2 separate regions of the Sus scrofa genome follow, and region 1 is linked to region 2. Evidence: chromatin contacts called from public HiChIP or PLAC-seq data. All regions are on one chromosome and are shown on one strand. The core of a region is the stretch at or near the end of the contact, and the rest is flanking DNA. Distances in the headings are between cores, read along the strand shown.

What was found. HiChIP or PLAC-seq counts read pairs in DNA pulled down with a chosen protein or histone mark.
Region 1: a contact with region 2 is called in an H3K27ac HiChIP or PLAC-seq map of alveolar macrophages. The contact joins the enhancer-like site here to the promoter of ADPRHL2 in region 2. A contact is called at or near these places in 10 of 47 Hi-C or Micro-C datasets (blood, embryonic fibroblasts, fetal heart ventricle and 4 more) and 2 of 2 datasets of contacts at active chromatin or transcription factors (alveolar macrophages and skeletal muscle).

What each region holds. Positions count from the first base shown.
Region 1 is chr6:92,313,661-92,316,360 of Sscrofa11.1, forward strand. MAP7D1 (MAP7 domain-containing protein 1) reads left to right here. Exons shown (of 18, transcript XM_021095927.1): 4 at 530-693; 5 at 1,373-1,478. Among named protein-coding and RNA genes, the nearest start is that of MAP7D1, 17 kb to the left of the region's middle. Within about 2 kb of position 1,286, at least 15 of the 83 cell types and tissues checked have an H3K27ac peak or open chromatin away from gene starts, as enhancers often do. A contact at or near this core is called in alveolar macrophages and embryonic fibroblasts, where this site is marked.
Region 2 is chr6:92,237,214-92,239,913 of Sscrofa11.1, forward strand. ADPRHL2 (poly(ADP-ribose) glycohydrolase ARH3) reads left to right here and starts at 1,254. Exons shown (of 6, transcript XM_003127788.4): 1 at 1,254-1,503. The coding sequence starts at 1,287. It overlaps TEKT2 (tektin-2), which reads left to right. Exons shown (of 10, transcript XM_005665212.2): 8 at 1-6; 9 at 141-220; 10 at 387-912. The coding sequence ends at 600.

The sequences.
Region 1 (2,700 bases), core at 36-2,535, 76 kb after region 2:
TCCTCATGGATACTAGTCAGATTCGTTTTCGCTGCACCACAATGGGAACTCCCCCTCTACCCATTTTGAAGATGGGGAAACAGAGGCTCAGAAAGACGAAATCTTTTGCCTGAGCCACACAGCTAGGGGAGGAGCTGATTCAGACTCAGAAGGCTCATCTACCCTGAATCATGGTACTTGGAAATCTGTCCTGGAGGCCCTGAAGTCGGACAGGGACCTGGCGCTCAAGAGTTTGTATACCAAAAAACAACAACAAAAAAAGTTTGTCTCTCCTTGCGCGCCCAGAGACTGTGAAGCCAAAGAGGGAAAAACAGGCCTCCCTTGAAGGAATCCCTCATCCTGAGCCCGAGCCCATCCTCAGGATGCCCTTCAATTTGGAGGGGGCGGAGTCTGAGAGCAGAGGCCCCTCCCCACCAGGCAGGCGGAAGACCCGCCTAGGAGGGAGGAACAGGCCGGGCTCGGGAGGAGACTCCTGCCGGGCTGGGCGCGGCAGGACCCCTCACACCCCCTGGGACTCCTTTCCCTACAGCGGCCAAGAAGGCGGTGTGGCTGGAGAAGGAGGAAAAGGCCAAGGCGCTGCGGGAGAAGCAGCTCCAGGAGCGCCGGCGGCGTCTGGAGGAGCAGCGGCTCAAAGCCGAGCAACGCCGGGCAGCCCTGGAGGAGCGGCAGCGGCAGAAGCTGGAGAAAAACAAGGTGCGCTTGTGCCGCTTTCCGACCAGGCACGTGTGGCTCTGTGTGCGTGTGTGTGCACACTTCTGCACGCTGACTCAGTGGGCATGCACATCTGGGTTCATGTGTGCAGCTGTGTCCTGTGGGGACTGCAGACCGTTTGGTTCTGTATGTGCCTGGGTGGGCACCTGTAACCAAGTGCTGTGAGTGTGTGTGTGCCTGTGAGTAGGTGTGCAGAGATGTGTCTGTGTGAGTGTGCTGAGTGAGCTCCTAGTCAGAGCTAGGACAGCCTTGGCTAGAGCACCATGAAGAAAAAGGAAGAAAAACGCAGCCTGGCCCTGCCTGGGGCCTCGGGCTGAAAGCAAACACAGCCCCAAGATCAGGACCCTCAGTGCCAGTGGCTCAGTGCCAGTGGCATCCCAGGCCGGGAGAGTCCCACCCCCACCCCGTCCTCAGAGAAACAGCTCATACACTCAGGAAATGAGTCAAGAACAGTGAAAAGCTCCCCAAGAACGAGTTGAAAGGGATCTGTTGCAAACTGTCTTTAATCATAGTGAGGACTCCGTAACCTTGGTTACTTGTCGTGAGTCAGGGAAACCTTCTCCCGGATGGGGAGGCACCGTTCCCAGAGAGGGGGGAGTCGTTCTCCCAGGTAGGAAGAGCAGTGCTGAGCCCAGACCTCTCCCCCACCCCTCCCCACCAGGAGCGCTATGAAGCAGCCATCCAGCGGTCAGTGAAAAAGACGTGGGCTGAAATCCGGCAGCAGCGCTGGTCCTGGGCAGGGGCCCTGCACCACAGCTCCCCAGGACGTAAGACCAGTGAGTGGGCTGGAGGGGTTGTGGGGTGGGAGGGGGCGGCTGGGGCCTGAGAGGTAGGGGAAGGGAGCAGCTTCAGTGCTAGGAGCTGACCGCTCCCTGCTGCAGGTATGCCTTGCTTCATGTGACTTTCGTCTTCTGGAATGATCTGTAAACCCAAGCCTGTAAAATCAAGTCCTTCCCAAGGATTTCCACTGTCAAGTCAGAGGTGGACTCTCTTCATTTGGTTTGCTCTTCAAACCTCTCATTGGAGTTCCCTTCGTGGCTCAGCAGAAACAAATCATAACTAGCACCCATAAGGATGCAGTTTTGATCCCTGGCCTCAATCAGTGGTTTAAGTTAAGGATCCGGTGTTGCCGTGAGCTGTGGTATAGGTCGCAGACACTGCTCGGATCTGGCGTTGCTGTTGCTGTGGCGTAGGCCAGTGGCTACAGCTCTGATTTGACAACCCCTAGCCTGGGAACCTCCATCTGCCGCGGGGGCGACCCTAAAAAGCAAGAAAAAAAAAAACTTCTCATTTTATTTATTTTTATTTTTTGCTGCACTCACAGTGTGTAGAAGTTCCTAGGCCAGGGATCAAACCTGCACCACAGCAGTGATCCAAGCCGCTGCAGTGACAACACTGGGTCCTTAACCCACTGAGCCGCAAGGGAACTCCCAAACATCTGTCATTTTCGATTAGCCTTCTTTGCTCATGTCAATTACTATTAGCCGATGACACATAAAAGAGGACTTTAACGCCCTACATACACTGGATATTTAAAGAACCTATCACCTCCTTATTTACCTGTCTTGGAAGGTAGATTTTTGTCTCTGAGCTTTGCTCACATAGGGCCAGCCCAAATTTTGGTCTGACTTTTAACTGGCATGTATGTACTGCTGTGTTTGGATGTCTTTATGTAATGGCAAGAGTCAGTATTTCTCCTTGTGTATCTTTTGGTGTATATGCTCATGGATCTGTGCGTTGTGTGTCTTAACATGTGTTTGCCTTGGTGCGTCTGTGGCCTTGTGTACCTCCGTGAGAACTCCGACGTTAGTCAGAATCCGGTCAGGATCCCTGCTCTGGCATTTGCACTGTGACCTCTGACTTCTCGCTTTCTCACTTTCTTCGTCTGCAAAGTGGGGGGAACAGTGGTACTTGCCTCTGAGGTTGTAGGTAGAGGTTTGGGAGGATCAAGTGAGGTAACGTGCGTAGTGCCCAGCACAGTGCCTGGTA
Region 2 (2,700 bases), core at 4-2,503:
GACCAGGTATGAGGGCACCCCAGCGGGGCACGGGCTCCCTGGTGGAGCAGGGGTTCTGGCATAGGCCACCCCCTGGCCCATGGGCAGAAGGACAGCCTGGCTGACCTGGGATTCCCTCCCACCTGCTCCTCTACCTCCAGGCACAGTTCGGCCTCACTGATGAGGTTCACCAGTTAGAGGCAACCATTGCCGCCCTGAAGCAGAAGCTGGCTCAAGCACAGTAGGTTTGGGGAGTGAGCAGGAGGGGCGGGGAGACAACTCCCACCACCCCAGCGGCGTGCTGCCTGCTGGCTTCCCTGCTGGCTTCCTGACTCAAGGTGGGTAAGCTCAGCCCTGCCTGCCCAGCCTCATGTAGTGGTGGTGGGTTGTTAATCCTCCCTCCCCAGGGACGCTCTGGATGCCCTGTACAAGCACCTGGCTCGGCTGCAGGCTGATATCGCCTGCAAGGCCAACTCCATGCTGTTGGACACCAAGTGCATGGATACTCGTCGGAAGCTGACCGTGCCTGCTGAGAAGTTTGTGCCTGAGGTGGACACCTTCACACGCACCACAAACCGCACCCTGAGTCCACTCAAGACCTGCCAGCTGGAGCTGACCTAGCGAGGGGCTGAGAACAGAGGGGAAGGCTGGTGGGAAATGAAGTGGAGGTGGGGATAATGAGTCAATAAAGGTGGGGGGTTCTCAGTCCAGAGGGTTCTCTGCTACCCCTGTAGTTGGAGGAGCACAGGCGGGGAACATCATCCCTCAAGCTCCAAGTTCCAAATCCCACTCCTTCCCCTTTCTCCCCTCAGGGGGCCTGTCTCGACCAGGCCAGCACCCCTGGGCTCTAGCTGTGCGACCTCCAACAAGCTCTGCCCCAGTTGGACCCTAGCCTGCCCTCTGGATGCCTAGGAGAGGCCCTGAGGGGGCCAGGGTGATGGGGGGAGGGCTTGGGGATGAGGGGCACCCAGCCCTGAGTGGGGGCCATGAGCGGCGGCTGCCCTGGGAGGGCTGGGGTACCCGGGCACATAAAGGCCTCGGAGCCAGTGACCCTACAGTCTGGCTCAGTGCCCACCCCTGGGGACCCTTTAGTGGACGTCCCGTCCGACTGTGATGCCCTTTCCAGGGGTGGGGGATGGGGACTAAAACCAGAGGCCGAGCCCAATCGAACCAGGGCTGCGGGACCACCCAGGTCACTCGCGCGCGGGAATTATGACTCCGCGCCTCGGGGTGTCGCTGTGGGGCCAGGGAAGCGGCGCCGCTGGGCACGCGTCGGCCGCACCGGAAGTGGCTGCGGATCGGCGCGGATGGCAGTGGCAGCGATGACGGCGGCGGCAGCGGCCTCCGGAGGGGCAGGGGCGGCCCGCTCCCTCTCCCGCTTCCGAGGCTGCCTGGCTGGCGCGCTGCTCGGGGACTGCGTGGGCGCCGTCTACGAGGCGCGCGACACGGTCGACCTGACGTCAGTCCTGCGTCAGGTCCAGGACCTGGAGCCGGACCCCGGATCGGCGGGGAGCCCGCGGACAGGTGGGCGGGCCCGGACGCACTGGGGCACGTGGAGGCCAAGGGTCGCGAGGGACGCTGGGAGGGAGGGAACCGCAGCGGGAGTGAGTGGCCGGATCTGCAGGACTTGCGGGCACCTCGGACTCAGCTTGTTTAAATCCGAGCCCCATCTTCACGAGTCTCGCCCCAGACGTTTGCCGGTTACGGGCCTGGCAACCCCATCCTCCCGCGGTACAGGCCACGCCTAGATTGCCTTGTCCAGTAGTACACCCCTGCCGATTCGACCCGATTTACCCAGTTCTCCTGGATCAGTGCACCACCGGTCCATCTCCACGCAGCTGGGAGTGCGCATCTGAAAACAGATCTGATGGCTGCCTCCCGCGCGCGTGAAGCTCTGCAGTGATTTTCCATTACCATTAAGACAGAATCAAACTCTTTAACGTGCCATCTGTGGCCGGTCCTCCCCTGCGGCCCCAGTTTCATCTTGTACCGCTCTGCATTGCTGTCACATCGTGCTTCCTCTTGCCGAGGCCTTTGCATGTACCGCTGTCCGTTTGCCTGTAAAGCTCTCTCCCCTGGGCAGTCTGCTCATCACCCAGATCTCAGCTCAGTATCACAGCTGAGGTCAAGCAGAGAATGAGTCTTCTGGGAGAGCATATAGAATAGTAAGGGAAAAGGGCCACACCCAGAACCCTGAAGGAGGAAAAGGAGCTAGAGAAGGAAATTGTTTGATAGGAGAAGTGGGGAGATGCGTAACAACAAAACTCAAGAATTTCTGGACGAAGACACTGGTCACTGGTGTGATGGTAAAAGGGGTTAAGTCTCGGGAAATCTAGATTTAGAAAAGCATTTTCAGTAGAAAGTTGAACCTTAGAAGTTAGATTTCAGGAGTTCCCATATGGCACAGTGGAAACAAATCTGGCTAGGAACCATGAGGTTGCAGGTTGCATCCCTGGCCTTGCTCAGGGGGATCCAGCATGGCATGAGCTGTGGTGTAGGTTGCAGACATGGTTTGGATCCCGCATTGCTGTGGCTCTGGCGTTGGCCAGCAGCTGTACCTCTGATTCAACCCCTAGCCTGGGAACCTACATATGCCGCAGGTGCAGCCCTACAAGGCAAAAAAAAAAAGTTAGATTTCAGTTGTGTTTAGGAAGAATTGGAAAAGGAGAAGATAAAAGTATGGTTTGGTATGAAGAGAAGGAGAGAGATGAACTGTGGTTG